2 separate regions of the Rattus norvegicus genome follow, and region 1 is linked to region 2. Evidence: chromatin contacts called from public Hi-C data. All regions are on one chromosome and are shown on one strand. Each heading gives the region's core, a stretch centred on a gene start, on an enhancer-like site or on the middle of the called end of the contact. The rest is flanking DNA. Distances are from core to core; before and after follow the strand shown.

Region 1 (7,254 bases), core at 39-2,538, 170 kb after region 2:
TCCCCAGCGCCCAGCAGCAGCCAGCCCCCGCGGGTCCAGCCTGACTTCAGAGGCCCAGGGCAAGTTCCAACGGAATAGATGAGGCTGCTACCGCGCCACCCTGGAGATCCTATCTCTTCCGGAATTCGTGCGCTCTGGCCGCGGCAAACCCTCCCACTCAAATGCATGGAGAGCCTACCTCTCCAGATACTGGTGACCCAGGTATCTGAAGGCAAGACGAATAAAGGATGCTACCTCAGTGACTCCAAAGAGTGGAGCCCGGAATTACACCCAGGATCTCCAATTTGGGGGTTTAAAAAAGGCGGGTCCCTGACTCTGAAGAGTAACACACGTTTTCTCCTCCCCTTGAAATAACCCTGGAACGCCGCACGGTCGGAATCTAGGGACTTGAAAAGTCTCTTTGAACAAAGTGCCTTCTAAAAGTTGCACAGCTTACAATTAGCTCTTTGTTGGCTTTTAAAGTGGCCTTGGGCAAGCAAAGCCTCAGACCCAGGCCAAAGAGGGGCAAGAATTACCTTGTCAGTTGCAGTGAGGGATGCCAAGAGTCCGGAAAAGCAGGCAGCCGCGCGGGACTGCGCACCAATGAGATATCCCTAACCCCTCAGTCTCTCCAGAGCTGCAGGCAGGGAGCTGGCCACCTCGCCACACTGGGGCCCCACCCTGAGGAACGGCAACTACCGAGAGGTCGAGCACGCCCCCAGCCTGGAGGCCGGCTAGAAAGCGCTCCCCAACCCTCCCACTATACAGCCGCCCTCCCCACCCTCTCCTCCGGGACACCGCCCGGGCCCCGCCTTCCCGGGAACCGGAGGTGTGTGACAAGCTCTCCAAAGAGGCCACGTCCCCTCTTGAAGATCGCTAGTCCTGCTGCCCTGCTTGGGGCGATAAACAGACAGGCGACAGCACCCTCTCCTCTCAAGGGAGGGACAAGACAACAGCGCTAAACTAGACCTAGGAATTTGAGACCTTGGCGACCAGTACAGATTCCCACCTTCTCATCCCAGCTCTCTCCCGCCCAGTCAGAAGACGCAGAGCTTCCAGGGAAAGTGCAGAAGTTGGCAACAGCTACTTCGGGACCCAGGCGGTGGAACTGCAGAAAGGACCCACCTCCTTTCCTTTCAGCCCCCGCCCCGTTCCCTCCGGGACTGCGGTCACATTACCCAGCCCGAAGCTTCAATAATGCATGGGCTTACCTGCTAACCAAGTCCCAGAGGCCCCAGGGTTCCTCTGGGCGTGTTCGGGTAGTGGGGAGCTTGCGTTGGACCTTAGGAGAATTTTGGTTTTCCTTTTTTTTTTTTTTTTAATGAAACGTGGAAAGCCCGACAAAATCCAAAGGGGGTGGGGGGATCCAAAATTGACACCCGATTGGAAACGCCCCCTGACTTGTGCAATCTTCCTGCCCGGTAGTTCCGCCAAAAACAAAACAGTCCAAACGCTAGCCCGGGGGGCAGGCGCACGCTGGAGTTTTCCCTCTACAGGAATGACCCCAAAGAAAAGGGACGCCTCTCCCGGAGGTCGCCGGATCCGCTGAGGGAGCCCAAGGTTCCTCCTCGGCCCTGGGCGGGAGAAATCCCGCGCCCGGCGCTGCCCGCTCCCCTCCTCCGGGGAAGGACGACTCCACAACTTTGTGCGCGAGAGCTGCTCGCTGCTCCGGCTCCTCCTCCTGGTCCTCCCCCGGCCGCCGCCTGCCCCTTTGTTGGAGAGCGAGGGTGGGGCGCTGCTGGGTCGGCCCGCCACCCGGGAAGGAGCTCGCTTCTCTCAGCACGGACCGCCCAGCCTCGGAGCCGTGGATCCCACGGGTCGGATCAGACGCCTAGCCGCTCGCGCGCCCCGGGCTCGGGGCCCCGGCCCAGCAACTTTGTTCTCCGGGAGAGACCTGTCCCCCTAGGCTCCGGGTTCGGCCCTGCCCGGGCCTGGGAAGCCACTGGGAGCCGGGCTCCCGGAACGTGGCGCCTCGGGTCACCTGACCGCGCGCCCGGTCAATCAGCACTAGCCCTAAGCGCCCTCCCAGCCGCAGCCGCCCGCTCCGTGCGGTGCGCGGTGCGGGAATCCCGGAACCAGTCGTGCATGCTGGAAGGCAGAAGCTGGAGTAGGCACCATGCGCACGCACCGTGCCTTTTATTCAAATTGTCCGAAAATGGGTGTCACGCCCCCCTAGGCACACTAGGTGTCTGTTAACCGAGTGCTTTTTTTTTTTTTTCTTTTAGTTTTTATTTTAAATAAATCTCGACCTGCTGGCCAACTCATCCCATTTCTGTTTACTGAGGTTGTTGAGTTTGCGGTTCTAAATCCAAGGGTATATTTATTTTATACAATTTTCTTAGCATCTTTTTTAAATGCTGTTTAAACAACCCCAAGTGTCCTTATATGTGCATATACACAAATAACGTCGGTGCTAACCTTTAAATTTCTCTCTCTCTCTCTCTCTCTCTCTCTCTCTCTCTCTCTCTCTGTGCATGAGTGTGTGGGTGTGAGTGTGTGGGTGTGAGTGAGTGTGAGTGCATGTGAGTGCGTGGGTGTGAGTGTGTGTTAGTGTGTATATGAGTGTGTGAGTATGTGTGTGCATGAGTGTGTGGGTGTGAGTGTGAGTGCATGGGTATGAGTGTATGAATGTATGTGTGTCTGAGAGAGTGTGAATATATGTGTGAGAGTGTGTGAATGTGTGTGTGAGAGTGTGTGAATGTGTGTGAGAGTGTGTGAGTGTGTGTGCATGAGTGTGTGGGTGTGAGTGCATGGGTGTGAGTGTGTGAGTGTGTATATGAGTGAGTGTGTATATGAGTGTGTGTGTTAGAGTGTGTGTGAGAGTGTGTGTGAATGTGTTTGTATGAGTGTGTGTGTATGAGTGTGTGTATGAGTGTGTGTGTGAGAGAGTGAATGTGTGTGAGAGAGAGTGAATGTGTGTGAGAGTGAATGTTTGTGTGAGTGTGAATGTGTGTGTATGAGTGTATGTATGAATGTGTATGTGAGTGTGTATATGAGTGAGTGTGTATACGAGTGTGTGTGTATGAGTGTATGTGTGAGAGTGTGTGAATGCGTTTGTATGAGTGTGTGTGTATGAGTGTGTGAGTGTGTGTGTATGAGTGTGTGTGAGAGAGAGTGAATGTGTGTGTGAGTGTGAATGTGTATGTATGAGTGTATGTATGAGTGTATGTGAGTGTGTATATGAGTGTGTATACGAGTGTGTGTATGAGTGTGTGAGAATGTGAATGTGTGTGTATGAGTGTGTGTGTGAATGTGTGTGTGTGTATATGAGTGAGTGTGTATATGAGTGTGTGTATGAGTGTGTGTATGAGTGTGTGTATGAGTGTGTGAATGTGTGTGTGAGAGTGAATGTGTGTGAGAGAGTGTATGAATGTGTGTGTATGAGTGTGTGTGTAGGAGTGTGTGTGTGTGTGTGTACATGATGTATGGTGTTGGGGTGCTGGTGACAGTGCACACATGAAGTCAGAGGACAACTTTGTCGAGACAGTTCTCACTCACTTTACACCTTTATGAGGAATCCAGGGTTCAGACTCAAATCTTCAGACTTTAATATTCATCAGGGGCCTTACCAGTGGCACCATCTGCCAAACCTTCCTTCCTTCCTTCTCTTCTTTCTCTCTTTCTTCCTTCCTTCCTTTCTTTCTTTCTTTTTCTTTCTTTCTTTCTTTCTTTATTTATTTATTTATTTTCTTTTTTTTTTTCAAGCAAACTTACATCTGTTTGCAAAACTTGTTGCAAGTTTACAGGGTTAGCCAAGACCTATCTTGGACTAAATGAAATCTGTGTTATATGTGCTTCCTTAATCCTGGAGGGTTAATTTATGAGCCAGTGAAAATAATTCACTAGCCTCGTGTTAATCACCAGTTGAAAACCTCTGGGGTCTCGAGTACTGAGGGCTGAGACAGAAGAGACTTCTTTATAAAGTCTGACTTAACTTCACCTTGGAGGATGCTCTCCATACAAGCCGAAGAGAATCTAATCACCTAGTAGGAACTGATTGACTTTCTCGTCCACTTCCACTCCTCCCATTAGCCAGCATCGGTACGAGGCTTGCTGTGGCCAACGATACATAGAAAGCCAACATAGATCTCGCCCTAGAAGAATGTAGGATTCATTTAGGTGAGATAAGACGTGCAAGCAAGAACATTCAAGATTCCTGATTTCAGATCAAGTGTGTGGTATAGATTACCGTCACTGTGACTGACGGGAAAGACTCATGTTAGCTCTCGGTAGCAGCGGATGCAGGCTGAGGCTGGCTGGATCCATTGCTTCCAGCCTAAGGCAAGGCCAGAAAGAACATTGTGGTAGCAGAGCCTGTGGCAGAGTGTGCACACCTCGTGGCTGTCAGCAAGCAGAAAGCCAGCCAGAAGGAGGCCCAGAACAAGAGCCGACTCCACTAACTTACTGTCTCCATGTAGCCCGGCCACCATTGAATTACACATTCACCGAGTGACTTAACCCATGTATTAGGTCGCAGGCTTCATAAAGCAATTGCCCTTCAGCAGTTGACTGGATCTATTAGTTAAGGACTGAGCCTCCAAAACAAGGAGTCTTCTCATAGGCACTCCCCATGTGAACTGTAATACTGGTAGAGTTGGTAGAAATGTCAAGCTATTCCTTCTGAAATGATCTGTGGTCTCGAAAGATGAATCAGCGATTAAAACTGCTTGCTGCTCTGACAGAGGACCTGACTTTGGTTCTCAACACCCATATTAGGCGGCTTACAACCACCTTTAACTCTAGCTCTGGGGGATACAGCATCCTTTTCTGATACACCACACACACACACACACACACACACTAGTAAAAAATGAAATAAGTCAGATTGTGGTAGTACCATACCAGTACTTGGGAGGCAGATGCAGGTGGATCTCTGAGTTCAAGGCTAGCCTGGTCTACAGAGGGAGTTCCAGGACAGCCAGGGCTACACAGAGGAGAGAGAGAGAGAGAGAGAGAGAGAGAGAGAGAGAGAGAGAGAGAACAAGCTTCACCATATAGCAAGTTTGAGGCATCAACCTCAGTGACTGACAGAAGATACCTGGCAACCTAAGCAAACATATGTGTGGGTCAAAGAGGAGGGAAAAGAAAAAAACAGAAAACAAAAAACAAAGCTTGGCAGTGGCCAAGAATTCCCAAGCTGATCCTGTCCTTTGTTCGGAGAGAAAAACCACATCTGGCAGGAGACTAAGACTACAGAGGTCTGTCTCCCTAAGAGCGGTCACCGTGAGATCTTCACAGTCCAGCTTCACTTTGAAGGATGGTGGACACCAATCTCCAGGAGGTATGGGGAACCATTGATGCTCTGTAACCAGCAGGCCACCCGCAATGCATGCTGGGCAGTCAGTGACCTGTGACAACAGAAGCTTCTGCCCTCAGTGGCTGCTGGAAAGGTCACTATGGAGCATGTGAAGACAGTGATAGGAACACGCCCCTTGGCTCACTATTAACCCGAAGAATAATTACCTTAAGTGGCCACTGAACAGTAAAGACTGAAGATGTTTATACTGGCGTTACTAAAGTAAGGAGAATCTTTTACAAGAAATATATATATATGGAGAGAGAGTAATATATAAAAGTATATACATATGTATATGTGTATATCATATTGTTTACTATATGGGCATGATCCACATAAATACAGGGGACTGCATATAATCTAGGAGCCCAAAAGAAAGCATTCTCTACCAAACCTGTACAGCAACAAATAAATACAAGTGGACATGGCGGTCTGTAATTCTAACTACCTGGAAACTGAGGTGTGAGGAGTTCGTGTTTGAGGTCAGTTTGAGCACCTTAGTAAGAGGCTCTGTGTAAATAAATAGACCAGGGGTGTGGTTCAGTGGTAAAATGTTTGCCTAGCATGTGCAAGGCTCTAGGTTGAATCGCCTGTATCAACGAGAGAGAGAGAGAGAGAGAGAGAGAGAGAGAGAGAGAGAGAAATCTAAGCAGCTAGCTTCAAATAGGTCACGTAGAGCCTAGAAATCGCCCTGCAAAAAAAAAAAAAAAACAATGCTCAACCGCTCAACCTGGCTTGGTGGGACACCAAGGGTTTTTTTTTGTTGTTGTTGTTTTTTTTTTTTTTTTTTGGTTCTTTTTTTAGGAGCTGGGGACCGAACCCAGGGTCTTGCGCTTCCTAGGCAAGCGCTCTACTACTGAGCTAAATCCCCAACCCCGACACCAAGGGTTTTTAACCTCCCTTCTAACCAACCAACCAAAGGTAGAGGAGAAGGATGGTTAAGGGGACAAGGGGGATGTGGTCCAGTTCATTAGGGCAATTCCAATCTTCATTGTCAGGATATCAGCAGTCCAGTCCAAAACGCCAAACACAAATCAGTACCAGTGGCTCGATCCAGAAGAAACCAAGAGGCTCCACAGGATGGGCACAAATCTGCAGAAGCAGCAAGAAGCAGCTCTGGTGCATTTCTTTCTACGAAGTCGAAGATCAGTGAAGGCCAGCAGAGCGTTGCAAGGTGAACCAATGCAAAGCCTCGTTCACTGCCTGCTGGGTTATGCTTTGTGAACATCACAAGTCCTCCCAAGTGTCTGCCTCAGCGAAACAGCCTCTCACAAGGACAGCTTCCGGAAAAGCATCACAGGGCACAACTGAGTCTCCAAAGAAATCAGAAATGTCCACTCCACACACTTTTAATCCTAGCGCTCCGGATCAGTGCTGGGAGAAGCTGCAGGTGGATCTCTGAGTTCGAGGCCAATCTGGTCTGAAGTCTAGGAGTCTAGGATAGCCAGGGCTACAAAGGTCTGTGGTTAGTTTTGAATTCAGATGTTTTTATCCTAGGGTGAGGGATGCAGTTCCATTAATAGGCACAAAACCCCAGAAGCACATAACACCATGGACATGCCTATAATCCCAGCACTTGGAAAGTAAAGACTCAAGGATCAGAAATTCAAAGTCATCCTTGGCTTCGTGGCTAGTTTGAGGCTAGCCTGGGCTATTAAAAAAAAGAAAGAAAATGAGTGAATGGCAGGAATCATCTAGGAAGGACATTGCATAAATTAATAACAATGCATATCAACAATTAGGAGGCTTCCAAATGACTGGAGGGGGAAGAGCTCTGATCCTGTGCTGTGACAGCTCATTGTCAACAAGGAGAGGGAGGAGGGAGGAAGTGAAGGCGTGGTGACAAAGTTAGTATAGCTAACTGAGCAGGCGCTCATTATACCGGACAGGCATTGGTTACATAAGTATTTAAGAGTTACATTTTTACTTCTTATAAGTAAACAGGAGAGGTACCCACCTGAGTGCTGTTGGGAGAGTCA
Region 2 (7,752 bases), core at 3,619-6,118:
AAATTGGCAGTAACTCTGAAACCTGCTGGGCTCACTGCTTTAAAGAATGGAGATTAAAGACTAAAACCATCCATCAGGATATGGGGGTGCGGGGGGGGGGCCGGGAGTTATCCTGTGAATGTTTACCACATTTATCTTGTAACGTTATAAAGAAACTTCAAAGTTTTCCCACATGAATTCTGAGTAGTACGTTAACAAGCAACTCCTCTGAAACAAGGGAACAAGAGAGGCCTTTAGCATTAAAGTCACACGTGTGTTACAAGTATGAAGTTACACAATTAAAGAATAAATACAATTACTACCAGCATATAAAGATATATATATATCTTTAACACACAATCCCCCATCTGGCCACTAATAACTCCAATACTAGTCACAATGAAGTAAAGTCTAAAACTGGATTATGCTAAGCCCAGGACTCTCTTTTATATTTCAGAAGGATTTTCACTCTCTCGAAATTCCATATTCAAATACTGGCACACCACCCTTTTTAATTTTAAAATATCAACTCGTCACTGTCAAGAGTCAATGATTCTCAACTGAGGGACTGGCCAGATCGAATCACCTTTAGGCCTGTCTATGGGGAATGGCCTTGATCGTTAATTGGCTTAGATGTGACCTAGACATGTGGATGGCACCATTCTCTAGGCAGGTGATCTAGGACTGTATGAAAAAGACAGATAAGCATAGGTTCGAGAGCAAGCCAGCACGCAGCAAGTTCCTCCATGGTTTCCACTTTAAGTTTCTACTTCAGTGCCTTCCCTGACTCCCCATAGCAATGTGCTGTGATCAGGAAGTGTTTCCCGGAAGTCTCCCGGAGATGTTTTGGTCAGCATATTCTATCACAGCATCAGGAAAGCAACTGGAAGGCATACATTTAACCTGCCCTACAATAAACTCTTCAGGAGTCACTCATGAATTCCCCTAACTACATGATTTAAACTTGAAAATATAAAAGCAGTTCACACAGCATGGGTCAACCTTGAACTCTGAGATTGGGACTAAAAGGTTCTGCCTCTATGAAAGCCAACCCATGTGCCATAAAACAGCTAGCTGCATCCCTTGCTACCAAACCTCTGGTGTCCCCGCTCTACCACACCCCTAAGCCATGACAGTGACAACCAAAAATGTCTTTAGATTAACGTACATCTTACTGTGAAGGGGAAAAACAAAACAAAACAGTGCAATGCGTGACCATCATTAAACACTTTGCAATCACGGACAAGTATAATTCTCATGCATACCACTGTAATATGTATGTTCTGTGAGTATAGCAGAAGGTTGTAAAAGCTTCTCACTTGTAGTAGGAACACTTGACGTTGTGTGGCAGAGTATCTAATTAGCATAAGACCCTGAGGTAACCCCCCTTACTAGGGGTTTAAAAAGCAGCTATGCACCTGCACCCCTGGCACTTGAGGATACTGAAGGATCAGAAGTTCAAGGTCATTCTTTGCTATCTAGCATGGTTTAGGGCAGCCTAGGGCATGTGAGAGCCTGCCCCCGTGTCCCCCACTGGATCCTCTGCTTCCAACTAAGGTAACTTCTTCCACTCTAACTAGTCACCCCTGTACTCTGAACACTGGTTCACAGGCCATGTAGACCCCAGTGCTGAAATTCTCTTAACCGCTATTAAGCTGCATCCTTGCCAAGGTCTTGTACACCTCTACCAAGAAGCCTTCTCTACAAGGCACATTAAGCTATCTCTGATAAGCAACTTGTAAACCCCAACTTAAGCATAAAATAAGTGTGGAACCAAGAATAAGGCAAAGTCTTTAGAAAGCAGGTACTCCATCTTAAGCGATGATCATATGTGCCCTCAATCAAGCCTAAACTCCTACCGGCCTCTCGATTTACCTTAAAATCTCTGAGTCTGGGGATGATTTCCTCAAGCGAACGTAAATCTCTGGAAACCTTGGTCTTTACTTTATTCCATTTGCCTTGGGCATCATCAAATTCTTGTCTGTACGTTTTCCCCACATCAGGAAGCATATTTTTCTCCAAAGCCTTCGTTTCTTCTGAAAGTTTATGCAATGTAGGTTTTTGATTCTCAAGGGTTTCATCAAGGGCCTGCAAAAGTTTCAAAAGATTAAAACCATATATATATGTGGAGAAAAGAGTATCAAAATTGTAAAGAAAAAAAGGGCATAGTAAGTAAAGTCAAAGCTTTCTTTTCATAAGTTAAGTGGGGGTAGCAAATATATTTTGTATATCAAAACCCCCATAACAGCTCACACAGTGTAGGACAAGAGCCTAAGGTCAAGAGTTAGTCTTTTTTATCAAGTACTCTGTAGAGTAGAGCAGTACTTCTCGTTCTGATGGTCAAGACTCCTTTGGGGGTCTAACAACCCTTTCATGGGGGCTGCAGATATTATGCATATCAAAGGTTTACATTATGATTCATACCAGTAGCAAAATTGGAGTCAAGAGGTAACATTGAAAATAATTTTATGGTTAGGGGTCACCACAACATGAGGAACTGTATTAAACGGCCACAGCATTGGGAGGGTTGAAAACCACTGGTATAGAGCCTTTAGGCCACTGGAATAAAGAAGCAGGAGAGTGATTTAGTCAAAATAATTTATGTGGCTCCCAGCACTCGGAGGGCAGAGGCAGGGGGACTGCTGTCAGTTCTAAGCCAGCCTGCACTACAGTAAAACTCTGTCTCGAAAGAAAGAAAGAAAGAAAGAAAGAAAGAAAGAAAGAAAGAAAGAAAGAAAGAAAGAAAGAAAGAGGGGGGAGGGAGGAAGGGGGGGGAGGGAGGGAGGAAGGGAAGGGAGGGAGGGAGGGAGGAAGGGAGGGAAGGGAGGGAAGGGAGGGAGGGAGGGAAGGAGGGAAGGAATGGAGGGAGAAGTGGCTCATCGTTAAGAGCCCTGACTATTCTTCCAGAGGTCCTGAGTTCAATTCCCAGCAACCACATGGTGGCTCACAACCATCTGTAATGAGATCTGATGCCCTCTTCTGGCGAGTCTGAAAACAGCTACAGTGTACTTGTAAATATAATAAATAGACTTTAAAAAAAAAAGAAATTAGTTCACTTAATACACCTCATGCCATTTTGGGAGATATATCTGGTAAATTAGGAACAGGTTTAGAATGTTATGTGAATGATAAAAAAAAAAAAAAAGACATTTTTCCTGGTACCACTTAATAATGTATCTTCGTAGGCCTGGCTCAACAGAGGAAGATGGCAACCGCACAAGGCTAAAGACAGAGTGAACTCCAACCCTGGAATTCATAGTGGAGGAGAAAACAAAGTTCCCAAAGTCATCCTCGGGACAGCACACACCCACCTCCACAATAATGCCAATAATGAACAATAATAAACAAAACAACAAAATAAATTCTATTTAATCTGTTATTTTTGAAGCAACGTTTTAACAATCTTTAAAGAAATTAAAAAATGACCTTTTTTTTTTTAAATCACTGAAAAGAACACTTCAAATACATTAACACCAACTCTCAGAAAGGGTCTGCGCTCCCAGAGACAGCTTACCTTTTTCTCCTGCAGGGCCTGCTCCACCGCTGAGGGATCGTTCAGGGCACTCAGAGAGGCCTGGGCTGCTTTTTCTGACTCGCTTAGCATTTTTTTCAGAGTGTTCAGTGTGTCCAAATACGCAGGTTCAGGCTGGCTCTTCAGCTCTGACAATTGAAACATGCTTACTGAGGGAAAACAACACTAGGACCCTACCACTGTTATCGTCTGCACCATTAATCTTCTGTATATAATAAGCAGACTCCAACAGATAATAAATTAGACCCCTGATTACAAATGAAAAGGCTCTCTATCGGCTAACAAGGTCGGCCATCTCTCTGGCATTTCAAACAGACAGACCGAGGCTTCATTCCCCCGGAGGCTGGTGTTCGAAATATTAACTCGCTAGCATTTTTCTTCACTTGATCATGATGAAAATGTCTCCATGAAACTTGAAGGACAACGTTCCTTCTGTCTCACACACCCTCTCCTTCCCCAAAAAAGCTACAACAAAGAATAAAAGGACGCAAAGACCCCTCCACTAGCCTTCCTGAAATCCCACGAGTGTACACAAACTGTATGGGAACCCTAAGACCCTGAGAAACAGGGGTGATTGGAAACCGCCAGCTACCACAGCGGATCCCTCTGTGCCTCTGGAAAAATCTCAAACAATCAGCATTTGTACAGAAGAGGAAGTGAGTTGAATGAGAAGCACCAAGAGGTGAAAGTAATTAGCAGCGTAAGTTCAACCGCCTCCTCCTGGTCCTTGTCAAAACGAAAAGCTTTGCTTGCACGGGTCAGCCCAGCCGGGAGATGCATCTGTAGGTTGAAGTCATGGCGCTACATGATTGGACAGCAGGAGAGAGGAGGAAGGGGAGAGATCAAGATGGAGTCTACGGAGGAAGATGGTTCAGATTTAGATGGATTTTATCTTGTCTTTATCAACTGGCAGTGGATTTATTGTATGGATGAATTGTGGCTTGAGAATTTAACATGTAAATCTAATTGCTAAATTATAAGTTTCTGGAACTTCGATTTTTACCCGGCTAAAGAGAACAGCGTGTGAAAGAAATGGCTGAGGGGCAGTTGGAACATGCGGATCTGGTTCTGTTGCCTGTGCAGAATGAGAACGCGCTGGGTCCACGGAATGAGGTGCGTGCGTGCGTGCGTGCGTGCGTGCGCGCGCGCGCGTGTGTGCGTGTGCGCGCGGTATGTGTGCGTGCGTGCATGCGTGCGTGTGTGCGCGCGTGTGTTTGCGTGTTTGCGCGCGCGCGTAGGTGCGTCTGTGTGCGCGTGCGTGGGTGCGCGCGCGTGTGGGCGCGCGTGTGTGGGCGCGGGCATGTATATGCGTGTGTGTGCCCGTGAGCGCGCGAGTGTGTGTGCACGTGCGTATGCGTGTGCGCGCGCCAGAGGTGGTAACTATCCCCAAGGGGACCAGGCGCGGAGAGGGCGGCTGAAAGGGAGACAGCCAGGAGAGGGCGTCTTGCGGACCACATGGCAAAGTAGCAGCCAGAGTAAGCCGATTCGGCTCGCAGGAACTGGTAGCAAACAATCCTCTTTCATTTTTACCCCAACAGGCATCTTCTCTGGTTTTTACGTCACACTGTAAGTTAACAGGTTTCTGTGAGCAAAATGCATGAAGCCCAAATGCACAGTCAAAAGAAAAGTAATGTGATGCCTTTGTCTAACACGCACACCTTCCTAACGCCTGTGCATAATGTGCAGGAGTTACCAGTGCTGGAGGTCACAGTCACCGCACCGAGTGCACACGGCACCGAGTACACGCGGCACGGAGTGCGCACGGCACATAACAACTTAGTGCAGCAGCTGAAGAGAAGGCACACACAAGCGTTCCAAATCCGGCTACCCCAGCCAGCTTCATTCCAACTTCTGCCATTCCAACTTGTTCAACTTTGTTCAAATTCCGGGAGAGCAAAAGGGTTTCTTTTCAAGGATGGAGTGGGGCTACTGAAACCTTAACCACTGGGAGCAAGCAGAAACCGGTGATGTTTTTGTTTGATCCGAGCAAAGTTGCTTCTCCCATAAAATTCTCCATATGGGAGGGAATGCAAACCACGTGCCTGGCAAGCATGAAGCACTGGGGTTCAACCCATCGCCACAAAAGGAAAACAAGAATCTTCCAGAAGTCATTACATCCTACTTACACAATTTTAGAGCATGTCAAGTTGACTTGGTTTTTTTTGGAGGGGAGGGGGGTTTGGGGAGGGGGGTATGGGGAGGGGGGTCTTGAAAATACAGTCACTTCACTCCTTGTTGTTCACACAGGGTTTCTCTGTGTAGCTCTGGCTCGCCTACAACTCACTCTTTAGGCCAGCCCGACCTCCACCTCAGATTGCCTATCCCTCTGCCTCCGCTCCTGCCCCTGCCTCGCAAGTGCTGGAATTAAAGACGTGTGCTACCACCACCTGGCCAAGTCTGAATATATTATAAGATGTCAAGCCACAAAGCCACAGGGGTACAGAGGAAGACAGCTTGAAGCCGGGATGAAACTCAGATGGGAGTAATTTTTGGATTAAGGCAAATCGAGAGGAGAGAGGGATGGAGAGACAGAGACAGAAACAAGAGTCGGAGACAGGCAGAGAGAAGTGGCTGCAGCAGAGAGCCCATATTTACCATTTTCTAGCTGTTGTTGGTATTCCTCTAAAGCCTTCTGCACAGCCTGGTAGTGACGTCGAAGGTCATCAAAACCCTGCTGGACAAAACCTGGGACAGAGGGCTGAGACCTCAGGGCTGAACAGCTTGCACACAGTATCTCAATTCTGGGGTGAAGGCCAAGGAGGTCTGTCAGTTCCCTCTGAGGAAGAGAAAACACAGTCACTTCACTCCTTGAAGATGAGTGCCCCCATGAAGAGCTCTGAAGAAAATGCACACAATGCCCATGACACAAGATCCACGTTCACCGACTCTCCACTTTCTCCTCAGACTATAGGACCTTTGCCTTCACGAGATACAGCTTCTTGGGCTACAGACACGGCTCAGTGGGGCAGAGCCCTCGCTGTGCAAAAATGGATGCCAGCACCCATGTAAAAATGTGGGTATTGCCACACCCTGATGTTATGGGAGGGCAGAGACAGGAGGATATCTGGAACTTATTAGACATCAGGCTCCAGGTTCAGCGAGAGGCCATGTCTCAAAGGAACAGAGTAGAGTGTGAAGGGTAATGTCCTCTTCTGACCTCTTACGGCATCTATGAGATTGACCTCTTCTGGCATCCATGAGTAGACACACACACACACACACACACACACACACACACACACACATCATTCATCACACACAGGATGACATCTCCTATTTATACATGAGACTCAGCCCACAAAGGCTCTATAGTCCTATAGTCCAACCATTTCTCATCCTACCTGGCAGGAATCCTTTAAGCTTGGCAAAGACCGCTGGGGTGATTCAGAAAAGGATGCATCCCTCAGCCACTCTTCCTTCGCCCTGATGGTCTTTTCGAGAGCATCGAGCTGCCTAAAATAAGCATTTATATCCTCCTGCAGCTGGATCTTCCTTCCCAGATCTTCCAGCTGCTGAGAGATCATCTTCCACTCCAACAAAACCCTTTCCAGAACGTCGTTTATTTCTTCAGCCAAAAGGCCTTCTACAGAAACAAAAAGGTCTAAGTGCATCAAAGCAGACACTTCACATAGCAATACCAAAATTGTTTAGAGTTGGCCGTAGACATCTACCATAGCAGAAGATGAGGCAATGTCACATGCAACGGTCATACCCTTAGGTCCCTTCTAACGCAACTAAAAATCATCATGATGTGCTTGCTAATAACTGGGTATGCTTTAACCCCTTGACCTAAGGGGAATCGGGAACACTAACAATTCAGGGATGAGGTGGCCATCTCACAAGATACATCTACAAAGCACCAGCCAGTTCCTCTTCTGTACGCCATGTTTCCACCCTTGACACGGTAACACTCTGCTGGTTTATAATCTGGTGCAGGCAAATCAACTCAGATGCCTGAATTTGTGCAGAGTGTTGACGTCAGAGAACACGCCTTCTGCCATAGGAAATCGAAGCAAGCGGCTAGCAAAACTCAGAGCTGGCTCGAGTCTAGGGTGACAAAAGGTGCAAGAGTCCCCTTGCCTGCAAGCAAATGGGTACATGTAGGAACAGTAAGCCAGGTGCCAGGCTCACGAAGCATCGAGAAGCTTATAAAGTACTCTGAACAAAATAAGTAAATACAAACAATGCCAAAATAATCATGGCAGTAGCTATTATATATACACCTCAGAAATGCCATTAGA

Evidence for each region. A called contact is a pair of places that touch in the nucleus more often than the background predicts.
Region 1: a Hi-C map of Schwann cells shows a contact between it and region 2, with 4 times the contacts expected there. The contact joins the promoter of Utrn here to the enhancer-like site in region 2. A contact is called at or near these places in 3 of 12 Hi-C or Micro-C datasets (Schwann cells, frontal cortex and mammary epithelial cells).

What each region holds. Positions count from the first base shown.
Region 1 is chr1:9,043,199-9,050,452 of GRCr8, forward strand. Utrn (utrophin) reads right to left here and starts at 1,289. Exons shown (of 75, transcript NM_013070.2): 1 at 1,191-1,289.
Region 2 is chr1:8,874,268-8,882,019 of GRCr8, forward strand. It overlaps Utrn (utrophin), which reads right to left. Exons shown (of 75, transcript NM_013070.2): 20 at 6,853-7,094; 21 at 6,107-6,287; 22 at 3,494-3,639; 23 at 1,855-2,067. Among named protein-coding and RNA genes, the nearest start is that of Utrn, 170 kb to the right of the region's middle. Within about 2 kb of position 4,869, at least 48 of the 93 cell types and tissues checked have an H3K27ac peak or open chromatin away from gene starts, as enhancers often do. A contact at or near this core is called in Schwann cells, where this site is marked.